Regions from separate parts of the Macaca mulatta genome. Here region 2 is linked to region 1. The links are chromatin contacts, called in public Hi-C maps. All regions are on one chromosome and are shown on one strand. The core of a region is the stretch at or near the end of the contact, and the rest is flanking DNA. Distances in the headings are between cores, read along the strand shown. Region 1 has its middle 360 kb from the start of BCOR. Region 2 overlaps BCOR (BCL6 corepressor).

Region 1 (6,971 bases), core at 2,593-5,092:
CTCATTGCCACTGCATGTCTGAGTTTTTGCTCATGATGTCTTTCTCCCCGGAATAATCTCCCGACTTGCTCACCTGGTAAACTCATTTTGTCTTTTCAGATCCCCTGGAGATGTCACCTTCTTTGTGAAGCCTTTACCAACCTCCAGCTCCCACCCACCCACTGGGTCCTCCACTGAAGCATCTGTCACTTACTTGTTTAGCTACAGTTTCCTCCTTAGGGCTTTTCTTCAACAAATATTTACTGACCACCCATCACGTGCCTGGCACAAGCACAGGAATGTGATGATGGGCATGGGAGCTTGGCTTCTACCCTCACGGGATAACCAGTCTGCAGAGAAGCCTGGTAATTAAACAGGCAATGGCAAGAAACTGACATGTACAGTTCCAGAGATTGTTTAGAGCACCACGGGGACACATGGCAAAGACAACCAATCTCTTCTGGGATGGGGGTGCCCGGTAGGGCTTCCTGGAAAAAGTAACTTTTTACCTTGACGCTTCCAAGGTGATCAGAATTCATTATGTGGGGAGGGGCTGGGAAGGTGGGGAAGAAAACGACATTCACAAAGACCTAGGGCATGGACAAGGTGCGGGTGTGGAAGAAGAGGCAGTGGCGACAAATCCATGAAGAAGTTTGGCTGTGAAGGACCAGAGAAAAATGCAGTGGGGTGGGTGGGGGTGGAGTGGGAGGTAGCAGGAGATGAGAGAGAAGGACTTGTGAATGGCTGATGGGGAGGGTGAAGCTGAGGACCTGGGAGAGGGCAGGACTAATCTCTGGAGTTGCACTGTACAATACAGTAGCCACTAGCTGCGTTCAACTACCTAAACGAACTAAGATAAAATAATTTATCTCCTTGGTGGTACTGGCCACATTTTAAGCACTCAGTAGTCACAGGTGGCTAGTGGCTACTCTATTGGACAGCACAGAGATGGAACAGTTCCATCACTGCAACTGTTGTGCAGTGCTGCCCTAGAGTTTGAGCGGCTAGCACCCAGAGCCCAAGAGTGGGATTGGCCTCAAGATGGGTGGAAAGACACCTGGAACCAGAGGGTAGGCAGACAAGATGCTGTGGACAGACGTGTGATGGCAACATGCTGGGGTGGGGGAGGTCATGATTTCTGTGAAGCGGGGTGTGGGGATGAAGTCAGCTGAGTGGAGAATGAGGGAAGCAACTGTGTGTCCAGAGCTGAGCAGGAAGATGCAGGATTCGCAGGGCTGGTGGTGGTGCTACCGCTTAGCAAGGCTGAGTGATTTCCTCCTGCTGGGCTAGGCCTCCCAGGAGCAAGCCCAAAGGAGGGCAGGAGGGCCTGTTGGATTTATAGTGGGCTGATGTTTATCCAGGCTGTGCTATTGGGACGGGGGAGCTGAGGATCCTCAAAAAGGTGGCTGCAGGGATGGAGCACAGAGCTTAGAGCCTCAGAAGAGAGTTCACTTTGTGTACTGTGACAAGGAGGTTCGTGGTGTGCCCAGGTAATAGAAGACTGAAGAGAAGTCAGTGGAATGGGGGATTCAGCTCTCTATTGGGTAGCAAACTACCCCAAAACTTAGTGACTTACATCAGCATTTAGTTTGTTCATGAATCTGCTACTTGGCTGTACTCAGCAGGGATAATTTGTGCTTCACTGAGTGTCAGCTGGGTAGCTTGAATGGTTATGCAACTTGGCATCAACTGAGGTGGCTCAAAGGCCGGAATTGGAATCATTTGAAGGCTTGCTCTTTCACCTATCTGGTGGCTGGTGCTAGGTGGTGGCTAGGACATTAGCTAGGGCTATTGACTGGAACACCTACACTTGGCCTCTACATGTGGTCTGGGCTTCCTTACAAGGGTGCCAGTCCCAAGAGAAAAAGAGAGAAGGAAGCCATGTAATCATTTATGACTTAGACTAGGATGTATGTGGCCACATTCTGTCCATGGAGGCAGTCACAAAGGCCCACCCAGGTTCAAGTGGAGGGGAAACAGACTTCTCTTGAAGGGGGTAGAGGCACAGTGCTGGAATAGCATGTGGGACCAGAAACATTGCTGTGGCCATTATTTGGAAAACACAATATGCCACAGAGCCCAATAAGTGAAAAGCCAAAGTCTTATCCTCTCTCAGGAGAGGAGAGGAAGAGGTTTCACCAGGTTCAAATTGCTTCAATTTGTTCATGCAACTAATATTTACTGAGCACCTATTATGTTCCAAGTTCTGTTTTAGGTGCTGAGGATACAAGATGGATAAAAATCCCAGTCCTTGTGGGGATGACATAGCAGTGGGGGAAGAATCACAATAAACAAACAAGCAAGTGTTGGCTGGGTGTGGTGGCTCATGCCTGTAATCCCAGCACTTTGGGAGGCTGAGGCGGGTGGATCACCTGAGGTCAGGAGTTTGAGACCAGCCTGGACAACATGGAGAAACCCCGTCTCTACTACAAATACAAAAATTTAGCCCGGCGTGGTGGCGGGTGCCTGTAATCCCAGCTACTCGGGAGGTTGAGGCAGGAGAATCGCTTGAACCCGGGAGAAGGAGGTTGTAGTGAGCTGAGATCGTGCCATTGCACTTCAGCCTGGGCAGCAAGAGCAAAACTCCGTCTCAAAAAACAAACAAAAAAAACCAAGCAAGTGTTTATTACGTTAGGTGATGCTAAATGTTATGCAGAAATCACAGCCAACAACAGAAAGTGAGCAGATGAAGGAAGGAGGGTAGGTGGAGCAGCTTGGGCTTCCCAGGATCTGCTCTCCGCAGGGTGGAAGGAGGAAAGTCTGCAAACTGCAGGAAGGAGTGGGAAGATTTGACCATTCCTTTTAATGTTGTATCCCAGCAGCCTAGCTTGTAGAGCTGGATAAACTTCTGCAAGCTGTAAGAAAAAGGGTCCTTCAGGCACTGAGTCCTTGCCCAAGGTCACCAGCTAGTTAGAAGCAGTGCACGAAGGGCCTGCAAAACAGAGGGCACATTTCACCCCTGACGTAGGAGGACTTGTGCATCCTGTCCAGTTTCTGAGCTAAACATTCCAGAGGGCTTCTTGGAAACTGGTGCCCCCAGGGAGAGTGTCTGTGCTCGCAAGATTCTGTACCTTCAGAAAGCCGAAGGGTCCCAGCTGGAGCCAGTCCGAGATGGAGCGGGCTCAGGAAGGAAAGAACGTGGGGATTTAATTGGACTCAGCGAACCCTTCCCGGACCAGCCGGTGTAAACTCTCGGAGGCTGTCGCCTGTGCCCGGTTCTCCTCCCGGCCTGGGGCGCTTGGCAGAAACGCGGTCACGGAGAAGGGGTGAGGGTGGCAATCCGGGGTCTGCCCTCCCCGACACCTCCCTGCTAACCCACCCTGGCTGAAAGGCCACGGGGACCAGGCTGCTGGGCATAGTGTGAGGACAAGAAGGAATGGAGGGCTCGGGACAGCCGGGACACGCGGGGGAGGTGTTTGGGGACGGGGAGTAGGAGTGTTCCGAGAGGGGAGCTCGGGCGCCGGGGTCTGGGAAGGAGCTTGGGGTTGGAGTGTCCGGGGTGGGGGTAGGCCGGAGGAGGGGTGGTGTCACGGAGTGGCGGGGCGGCGAACTCCCCAGGCGAGGCTGAGGCGGCGTGGGGGGCCTTTAGTGGTGGCGGGGATTCGGGCCCCCGAAGCATCTCTGACCACAAAGGGCCGGGGAGCGCGGCCCGGCGGTCTCAGCGAGCCGTATTGATCGAAGGGCGGGCGCAGCGAACGCGCCGAGAGCGGCTCCATCCATTAGGGCCGCTGTTCGCCTCCAATTAGAAAAAAAAATCATTACTCAGCAGCCAGCAGCGGCCTGCGCGCCGCCTGGGACCGCCTGTGAGCGAGCGAGCCAGCGAGGGAATGGCGGGCCTCCCCCACCCCCGCGCTCCCACCCTCAGCCCCCGGCGCCCCGCCTCCCCTGGCCCTAATGACAACTATTAGAACTGCCTCCCCGCACCCACCGCCCGGTGAGCACAAAAGCGCGAGATTCATTTGGTAATCGGGGTAATTACAGCGGGGCGCGGGGGCGCACGCGGCGATGGCGGGCGCGCCGGCGGAATGCTAAGGGGCCGGGCGCGCCGCCCGCTCTCACCCCGCCGCCTTCCCTGCCCGGCCTAGCCCAAGCGGCGCCCGGGGCCGCGTCTCTCCTCGCCTAAGCCCTCCCCGCTGCCGTCGCGGCAAGGGGGCTGCCCCGGGGCTCCCCGGAGCGGGAGGAGAAGCCCCCCGCCCCCCGCCACGGGCCCTCTCGTCCTAGCCCTCGGCAGCGCGGCCTGCGGCGCCCCGGACAAGATTTGCCACGTCCGGGAGCCGGAGAACCCCTCGGAGGTCCGGCCGCATAATAAATACTGAGTGCAGTGTATTTACTCTGCGGCCCCCGGTTAATTTACACGCCCGCTCCGCGCCGTGCGCCCTCCCCCGCGCGCGCCCTGGCCTTGCGTTCCTATTTACAAGCGCAAGGCGCAGTCCCTCGAGAGGGCTTTTTTCTTTTTCTTTCTTTTCTTCTTCTTATTTTTTTTTCTTTTTTTTTTTTTTTTGAGCTTTAGGATGGATGCAACGTGTCATTAAACCTGAAAGGAACTGTTACTTATCAGTAATGGTGTTTTCCACAGGCCTTTTTCCTCACCTGTGCGGGCACAGGTACCACCTGGGTGGTGGATGCGGGGCGGGGGTGCCAGGAGGCCTGGGTGGGGATAAACTGTGTGCGGGCCTAGCCAGAGGTGGCCAGGGCACCGCTGAAGGCACCCTCTCCAAGCTCCGGGAACCCGAGGGCCTCTCCTCCACTTGGAGGCACGGTGCTGCACCCCCGTTGGGGGAGGGGGTTCCCCTTGCAGAGCTGCCTAGAACAGCAGTGTGTTAGGAGACGCCTCCGAAGAGCCTCCTCCTCCTTAGCTGGCAAGAAACGCAGACTCTCGGCAGTGTCATTCTTGCAGCAGAAAGGCCCTGTGTGACTGCAGCACTCGGAGCAGCCGCCTTATCTGGGGCGGTTTCCCATCTGCCTCCCTGGGCCCAGGATTGCCTTCCTGCACAGGACTTATCTTGTCGGGAAGCAGAGCTGTGTGCTAGAGGCAGGCCCAGCAAATGGAATGCTCGCTCGGTCTTGTGTTCTTAATGACCCATAAAAGAGTCCTCAGAGGTGAAAAACAAAACCCTCCACCCCCTTAACCCTTTCTGTGCCCATCCTGGTCTGGGAGATTTCTTAATCCTGCTGCGCCGTCACACGAACTCCTCTCTGGATTTTATCCTGCGGCTGCCCGGTCCAACTCAGCTTCACCGGGCCGACTTTCGTCTGGCCTCCTACCGCGGACTGGGGTGGGGAGGCGGAGCCCTGCAAGAGCTTGAAGTAGGGCTGCAAATCCCTGAAAGAGAGGGCAAAATTCTGCGTAGGTATGCATTTTTCCGAGGGGAGAGTTCTTAAAGGGATCTGAGACAGCCCCAAAGGTTAAGAACCACCTACCAGCCATTTGACCTTGTTGAAATCTGATCTCGGAGCCCAGCTTCATTATCAGAAAGAATGAGAATACCCCAAAGCGGTCGTTGTGATTAAAATAGTGAGATAATGCTTTAATATTTGTAAACTGTACAGGCTTCTTCAAAGATAAATTGCTAATGATGCCAAAGATGGCTGTGTGTGTGTGTGCGTGTGTGCACGTGTGAGTGCACGTATTTGTGAGGTGATAGTGCAGGGGAAGTGTCCGGGGAGTCACTGGGATTATATTCTTTGTCCTGAGACCACCACCCCCCGCGCCTCACCATTTCTCTCTTCCTCAGGACCAAGTGGGGTTGATCTGGAATGTTGCACCTCCCTTTTTAGAATCAGGAAGGCTGGGTGGGGGAGATGGGCAGCAAGATCTTCCTGCTGAAGCCCCTCTGGTCCTCAGGAGACCCATGGCCCCCTTGGGCACACAGCAGCCATCTGCACGGAGTCGGTGCCCACCACATCTTTGTGGAATAAAGGAATCCATGACTGGATAGCTCAGTGGTCTCAGGCCAGGCCCACGTCCCTTCTGTACTTGCAAGTAGAAAAGGACTCTGGACCATTTCCAACTGGAATGTGTCTGTCTCTGGTGATGGAGGCCCTTTGGTATCTTTTTTGATTCCATGTCTACCTTCTAGGAGCTCAAAGACTGAAATAACCAGAATCCAGGGTGTCATCCACACACTAAGAAGCTACAACACAGAAAAATTTGACTGAGGTCATGAGACCAGGGTTCAGAGTTCCCCTCGCTGATACCCCCTTGCCCCCACACAAAAAAACAATGGCAGCCATGCAAGGGCACTTCTCAGACCTGCCTTTAGCGGAAAAGTTTCCGGGAGAAGTGTCTTGGTCTGCTACCCTCTGGCTGTGGTACTTTCGGGATCTGCTGCAGCATTCTTGCTGAGGCCACCCTCCCCAGGCTGTTCCCGCAGGATGACAGAGCATAGCAGGGTGACTAGAGCTGGGTCATTACTGCCTGACACGGGAAGTTTCTGGTGGGCAGTCTGTGCTCTGGGTCTCCCCATCGGCCTGGATGAGACTTTCTCAGAGCTGCGCTGCCGGCTGAGGCTCTGTCTACCCACCCCTCCTTCCTTCCCCTCTCCTTCCGCAGGGATCAGACCTGCCTCCTGGTCTGAAGCCCCCTCACCCCTGCTCCCTCCCCCTTTATCCTTCTTAGAAATCTCCCCCAATACATCTCTCACACTTATTCTCTCTTGGTGTCCGATACCTGGAGAACTCAAATTGCTGCGGGGACCAACAAGCAGACTCCCATGCCCTCCGGTATTTTAGGCAGGACCCTTGTGTGCGCAGGAGCTTGTAAAGAGCCAAGGGTGGAGCTAGGAGCCGTCAGCTACTCCTTTACCCTGTTCCAGAAGGTTCCAGGTTCTAGACACTCCCGTGTACCCATCTAGGGCTAGGTGGCCAGTTGTCACACTTTGACAGTAATGCTGCTCATGACTTGTATTTATTCTTCAAGTTGCTCCTGGGTATATTAGGGCCCATCTCTGCCCAGGTTCCTTGCCAGCAAAAAGGTTGGTTCTTACCCACCA
Region 2 (6,971 bases), core at 1,739-4,238, 270 kb before region 1:
TCCAAATGGCTTTTGCTCTATCTAGATAATTTGATTTATTGCTTTATGTGGCAAAACTGGGGTGGCAAGCCTAGGTCCTAGTACCAGTAGTCAGCACTTTTCCCAGAGACCTGAAAGGAGTCGACCCACCTACCCCTGTCTATTCTGGGGTGCTGGAGGGATGGGAAAGGGGAGGCTTGTTGAGCGCATTGGCCTTACACCAGGGTATAACAACGTAGGGAGATTTGTAGGATGTAGGGGGAAATGGTGAAAGACTTTGAGTGGACCAGGAGATGACTAGATATAGGAGAAACTGTGTTCGAGGCTCACTGTAGACCAAGTAACATAAGTGTTAAACACTCTTTATCTCGTTCTTGGGTACATAAGGCCTAAGGAAGCTTTTCAGAGGAGACAATATGTGAAAATCAGGATTTCAAATGGCACAATTAGACCAATAATTGGCTCCTCTCCGCAACTCCAGGACTGAGTTTGACCGTGGCCCATTTTTTACTAGCTGTGTGACCTTGGGGGCAAGTTATTTACGGCCTTTGAGCCCCAGTAAGTTTTTTCATTTGTAAGACTGGGAATAATTATCCACCTTTAGGATCTAAATAGAATACTTGGCGCATAGTAGGCCTCAAGGATGAATAATTGCTTTGAATGACTTGTCATGTTCCTATAGGTTGCTCCTCCATTCCCTGCTGCCCCTGAGACCCCCTGAGACTTGCTAGGTCTGTGTCCTGGGACCCAAGGATGCAGATTTAATCTCCCCTACGCGGGTATTCTAGGTCCGTCTTCCTGGGTTCCTCTTTCCCTTTGTTACCGTAGTTTGCATTCTGCCTTTTAAAGGATTCCATATGAAAAGACTTGCTTCTCCCCCGCCCCCCAAGTGGGATCATTATATGGTTAGGAACTTATTTCAGAGCCGGTATCTGGGTACCCTTTGGCAAGGCTTCCTGGCATTATTTCAGGGGGGGAACGATGGTGTCTAGAGGGGCAAGACCTGGTTGGAAGAGGTGAGAGGGGGTGGCCTGGTGCAGAGGCCAGAGGTGCTGTGGTTTGTTTGATAAGGATTAAGTCCGGATGTTATGAGGGCTCAATGTGGTTTTCAACAAAGTCTGCCAGGGATTGCTTCTTTTATATCGATATGTATTTTAAAAAATTACTAGCATGAGAAGAAAACCAGACCTGTATGGATCCAGGCCGGTAGTAAGCTACTGTGATCAGGTTTCCTACTCGACTCCCAGAGGGAAAGTCAGTGTTTGATTGAAGCTACACTTGGTTCTTGACTCTCAGGGGATGCCTGCTCTGAAACAGGAGCCCTCCCTCCCTTTCTCTCCTCCTCTCCCCCTCCTCCTCCCTCTTTTTCCCTTCTTCCCCTAAAAGCCTTTGTGCTGAAAGAGCTTCAGTAGGCACGAATCCCTGGTCCCTCTCTAAAGAATGCCTTACAGCCTTTGCTGACATTGTTTTGTGAACAGTGGGTTTTACCAGGCCAGCAGTTTCCCCCCCGATTTTAGCCCACGATTTTAAAGGTAGTCTATGGACAAGATGCGCCTAACTGCAATGATTGCCTCAGTGTGTAGCCTGGGCCGGGCTTGGAATCTAGAGACGCCTTAACCTTTGCCCTAGGGGCCCTCCTGGAGAGGGGGGTGAAGGTGGGGAGCTCGAGGACTGATTGTTTTCGAGGATCTGTTTGTTCTCCAGCCACCGAGGCTGAAGGTGGAGTTGGGCAAGTCTGAGTGTATGTTCCAGCTTTGGGTCTGATTTTAAACTTGGTTTAATTGGAGAAACTCCTAGGCATTTAACAGTTCTGTACAAATGCAAACTTGAAATAGCTCGAGGCCTACGTCATTTAGGAAAGAATAAATGAAGTACAGAAATGTCCAAACTATGTAAATCCTAGCGTTGTCTGCCCTCCCATAAACACATGACAAGTGCCAAGGCATTTCCAGTCAAAACACCAGTGGAACCAGCAGCCTCCATCCTTTGTATTTATTATTTTATTAACAGCATTTTACACAGCATTTAACAAGCACAGCCTGCCCGCTTTGCACCAGGACTCTAAGCAGGCAAAGGGGTGGAAAACGGATGGAGGTGGTGGGGGAGTAGTGGTTGCTAGAGGACATCAGCTAGAGAAATCTCATCAGATGGGTAGGGAAAGCAGCACTGGGGGTTTATTTCTACTGGCCACAAGGAAGACAGACATAGTGCTTTGGAGGAAGAAATCCTCTCTCCCATCCCAGGAGGAAAGTTGTACCGCTGTGATATGTCTGGTCTCAGCTTTGATTCCAGAGGGTAGAACAGGGTATGTTTCATGATACTCTGCCCATCGGTTATTGGTGATTTTCAAAGAATAAGTATTTGTCTGCTATCGTTATTCGATATCCTGGTGGAAAGTTTATAACGAAAAGTAATGCCTTTCTTAAGTCATAAAATGAGCCTTGTATGCTTATTTAATTAAAATCTATTTAAGGACCGATTAGGCGTGTAATTTGCACTAATAATGACGATTATGGAAATGTTCAACTTAACCAAAAATCATAAAGGAGACATTTTGATCAGTGGGGCGGCCAGTAAGTATTCAGTGAGTTGGGCAATTTCCGAAAGACAGGAAGCATTCCTCTGAGGGCTGCAGAAAGCGCAGACCTGTCTGGCCTCTGTGACATGGCATGGAGAGGGGCAGACCTCCCTGTCCCGGCCCCAGCCTGGCCAGACCCCACTTTGCTGAGCATGGAAACCAACCCTACGAGTCTCCGTAACCTTTATTCTCATGATGCTTCCCTGAGCTTCCAGAAGGAGTAAACTCTCGGAGAGGGCTGATGAGCCACACGGAAATCTCTGCGAAATGGCGGTGCTCTTTTGCTTTAACAAACAGCGCTGACAAACGCATGCTTCCTTGGCTAGCCTTGGCTGGAGCCTGGAGGGGTAGGGGGAGAAGGGGTCCCTTGTTCCGGAGAAACCTGCCAGCTGCTGGGCTTGGTGCGAAGGCAGCGAAGGCAGACACAATGCTGCTGTTGTTGGTTTGATCTCTAACTGTGGATTGTTAGTCTGGCTTTAACTATGTGGTAAGGGGGGAATGTGAAGGCTGTTTACAGCGAGTGCAAATAATGTGACAGCTGTTGGCGCGCGAGCAGCGCTGCGCCTCCTCAGCACTTACACAAAGCGCGCACTATGCAGGCCCATGGACGAGCTGCAGAGGTGGCGGCCACTTTCTGGCCAGCGCATCCCCAGATGAGAGAAAGCTCCACGGCACACCCACCCCCCCATCCCCAATACACATCTTTATGACTTCCCAGGATTGTGGTGGGGTGCAGGATGGTTTGTATGTTGTGGTTTAGGGAACTTGTGGTGAGGCAGAGGTGGCGGGAGAAGGCCCACGGGGCTGTGAGTGTCACCGTGTTGGTGGGGTTTGGCCAGGATCCGTTGAACTGGGTCCTCAGCTGTTGGTGACAGAGTTTTTAAGATTTGGGAAAATAACTTTCAGCCCTAAGTAAGCTTATTGGAAAGAATGTGTTATTAACTGAAAGCTTTCTGGAAATTGCAGAGGCTCTGAAGGCCGTTGTTCCCCTCTGAAATGGCCCTGTTATTCAGACAAGTTAGAGACAGGCGGGTGCTGTGTTCTGTGCACTCGGCACTGTTTCCAGCTTGGAAATGCAAGTGTGCAGGTTCAGTACCCTGAAGGGGGTGTATTTTGGGGGGAAGGGAGGTCAGATTGGCTTTTGATTACCCACATGCCTTAACCTTTTCTCCCAAGCCTTCCCGTTTTCAAGAACACATTTGCCTTCAACTGCAGTACGCAAAGGTGCGTCCTGAAGCCTGCCCACAGCACCACCTACTCTGACTTCATCAACTAGATGCCCACAGCCACAGGCTTTCTCTTGAGTTCCTGGTACCCTGCCAGGCCCTGCAGAGAGGCGCCAGGGTGGGAGGGAGAGCAGTTGGTGGCGGCAGTTACCCACTAGGCCAGTCCTGGAGGTTCGTGGCTGGCCCAAGCAGGTGGACTTAGGATGGCAAAGAATGTGGACCTGCCTCTGGACCGTCCTGGGGCAAGCTGGGTGTAAAAATTCACTCCTCTCCCCCGTGAATCCCAAGGTTGAAGCCTTCCAAGCCCTGGCACCTGCCTGGTCCTCCCTGCGTTTTGGAACATCATTTAGGGCTGACTTAATTCTATATTCTACCCTTCCGCATGACTTTGGCCTCTGGGTGTACAGCCTACAGGGTATCTGCAAATCTAGTTCATTCTCTCCTCCCCCCGCCCAGCACCGCCCCCTCCCCAAGTCTACTCTCTAAGTTTTAACATGGACTTCTACATCTAGTTGGGTTTCCGATGGGGAGCTGGGAGATGCTTCTGGAGTGAGACATGAACTTCGGTGCCAGTTCTATAAATTGGTCTCTTTTTATGACGTGTGCCATTTTCTGTAGGAATGTTGCTTGCAAAACGAGTTTCGCCTTGGAGGAAAGGCGGAAAGATAAACAAGCCTGCAACGCCAAAACACTGGCAGTCTTTCCCTCCTTCCAGCTCTCTTAAAGCAGCCGGGCTGTATTTCCAGGATTAGACTTGTGCATGTGAGGAGGGACTCTCGTTGGCTTTTTTTCCCCCAAGCAAATGCAAATTAGAGAAAAATAATTTTCTTTCAACGATATGCAATGTATTAGTCACTTGTTATCGTGCTCCGAGGCAGGCCTCATTTGCGCGTCTGCCAGCTCGCTCACATCTGCTCGGCGCTGTTCGGGGCATTTTAACCTTGGCGGTGTCGTGTCTAGTCCCACGGATCAAGGAGGAGTAATTAAGCCCTGAACAGCTACAAAAATTCATGGGCCCCCATCTATACCGCAGTTGTTCCATGGCTTTGTTTTGGGTGCTCTGAGTTCCATGACTGAGTAGCAGACATGGGATTCCTATTGTTCCTTGTAAAGAAAGTGGGTGCCCCTCTCCTTCTCTGACCCTCATCCCAGCCTTTCTGGGACTCCCAGGCTCTGCACAGTCAGCGAGAGACTCACTTGCAGATCGCAGGACCCCTGCCTTTTAGGCATCTTTTATGCATTAAAAGTTCCTTTGTGCTTCCTCTGTATACTAATGATAGCTGTTGTTATTAGCCTTACGGTATAGCTTGTTCCCTTCGGTGGTGGTGGGGGGGGGGATGGCGGCGAAGGCATTCCTGTTTTACTCCTACAAAGCCCTGGTGAAAACAAAAGTTCATTGACACAGCCTTTGGAGGCGTGGTGTGGAACATTTATTCTGGATTTGCCCCCAGGTTGTGTAGACTCCCAAGTGGGGACCCAGTTCTGCAAGGACTAGACCAAAGGGGGCAAGTGGTTTCTTTTTGCGTGGAGTGGGGAGAAGAGTAAGGAGGGATTCCTGGCTTTTGACTTGGGTTTCTGTTGCTGAGTGGCCTCCTGTGAGGGGACACCTGTTTCTAAATTCGCCCTCTCTTGAATACACACGTGGTTCCCTGACTCCCCCTGTGGCAAAACCATGAAGGAAAGTGAAAGGAACAAAAAGCTGGTGGGGTGGCCTGGACAGATTGCCCTGGGAGAAGGGCAAGTGTCCCCCATTGGCCTGTGAGAGAGAGGTTGGGGACACCTGACCCCGGGCCATGGGCTCTGCCTGGAGGAGGGGAGTGTAGCGGGCATTACAGGCTCGGCAGCGACCCTTAGGGTCAGTCCCTGCAGATTACACCCCGGACCCCAATCCCCGATATTCGCACCCCTCCCACGTTACAGTAGGCGACACTTGGCTCACATCTTTGTAAGGGGAAGCGTCCAGAGCAGCAGCGTTCTAGTATGATCGGAAGGGAACCCAGAACGATTGCGAGGAGGGGTCTGCCGTGCCCATTCCCCCTGTGGACTCGGCGGCATTTCCCGGGAGGTCTCGGATTCTCCCTGCGCCCACCCAAAGTTTCCTTTCGTCAGATTCGTTGATGGGGACAGAAGGTGCGGCGGGGCCTTCGGAAGGGGCACCACGGAGAGCGCGCCAGGTCTTAGGGTCCGAGGGGTTACTTAGGGTCGGGAACTGGGGAGGTCGGGCCGCCTCCGGGGAGCCTGCTGGAGTTCCTGGAAGGCTCGGCGGGGGCGCGCCGCGAGGGCGTGGGTGTGTGCCGTGGTGCGGCCCCGCGCGCTGGGACCTCCGCCGAGGAGCGGCGAGGAGGAGCGGGCGAGCCCCGAGCAGCACGGGTGTGTGTGGTGGGAGAGAAAATCCCTTTGTTGCCGACCGATCACGCTCCGGGCTGAAGCGCCTCAGCCCGGGGAGGGGGCGCCCCTCCCCCTTTCTTCTTCGCCGGGGCCAAGTTCGCTCCCAGCCGATGTGGCTCTCCGCTCTGACCCCGACGCCCCGGCAGGAGGCCGGGAAGGTATCTGGGTGCTCGAATGGTCCGGGCCAGCGAGTTTCCCCTTCCCCCTCCCTCTTACTAGTGCAAAACTTGGAGGTGTGGGCGGGGATGCCCTTGCAGGCTACGGCTGTGGCTTGGAGTGTGCCAAGAGGCAGCACCTGGGCCGGCTGGATCACTTCCCTCACCCCCAATTCTCTCGGGGGAGGGGCTGGGACCAGGCCAGCCACCTCCCTCGACCACACTCCTGGAAGCCTGCGGTTTTGCCTCCCAGGGACCTGGGGGGCAGCCTTGGGGTCTCTTACTCCCCAGCAGACCTGGAGGACCCATGCCACACTGCACATCCGGAAGAGCTTTTTCTTCTCATCTTCCACCCCCACACACCCCACCCCCACCCCTCACATCCTAAAATAGGAACTTCTTCACCCGTCCCTTCCTTGAAACCCGGAGCACAGCGCTGCTGCTGTGACGCAGTCTGTGTTTGGAGCAACCCCAGGAAGGGCTGGCGGGTGGTGAGCTTTGGGCTTCTGTAAAATCTACACAGTTCTGCTGAAGGTCCCTCCCTGCTTTGACCCCCTCTCTGTTGCTGCCTCCGTCTCCCCCGCAGGATGAGGTGGTACTACCCCAAAGAAACAGCGATGTGATTCTGGAGCTTACTACACAGTA

The links. A called contact is a pair of places that touch in the nucleus more often than the background predicts.
Region 2: a Hi-C map of fetal cortex germinal zone shows a contact between it and region 1, with 4 times the contacts expected there. The contact joins two enhancer-like sites. A contact is called at or near these places in 2 of 14 Hi-C or Micro-C datasets (fetal cortex germinal zone and liver).

Annotation. Positions count from the first base shown.
Region 1 is chrX:39,687,897-39,694,867 of T2T-MMU8v2.0, reverse strand. No RefSeq gene overlaps it. Among named protein-coding and RNA genes, the nearest start is that of BCOR, 360 kb to the left of the region's middle. Within about 2 kb of position 3,842, at least 9 of the 40 cell types and tissues checked have an H3K27ac peak or open chromatin away from gene starts, as enhancers often do. A contact at or near this core is called in fetal cortex germinal zone, where this site is marked.
Region 2 is chrX:39,954,103-39,961,073 of T2T-MMU8v2.0, reverse strand. All of the region lies in intron 1 of BCOR (BCL6 corepressor), which reads left to right. Among named protein-coding and RNA genes, the nearest start is that of BCOR, 92 kb to the left of the region's middle. Within about 2 kb of position 2,988, at least 8 of the 40 cell types and tissues checked have an H3K27ac peak or open chromatin away from gene starts, as enhancers often do. A contact at or near this core is called in fetal cortex germinal zone, where this site is marked.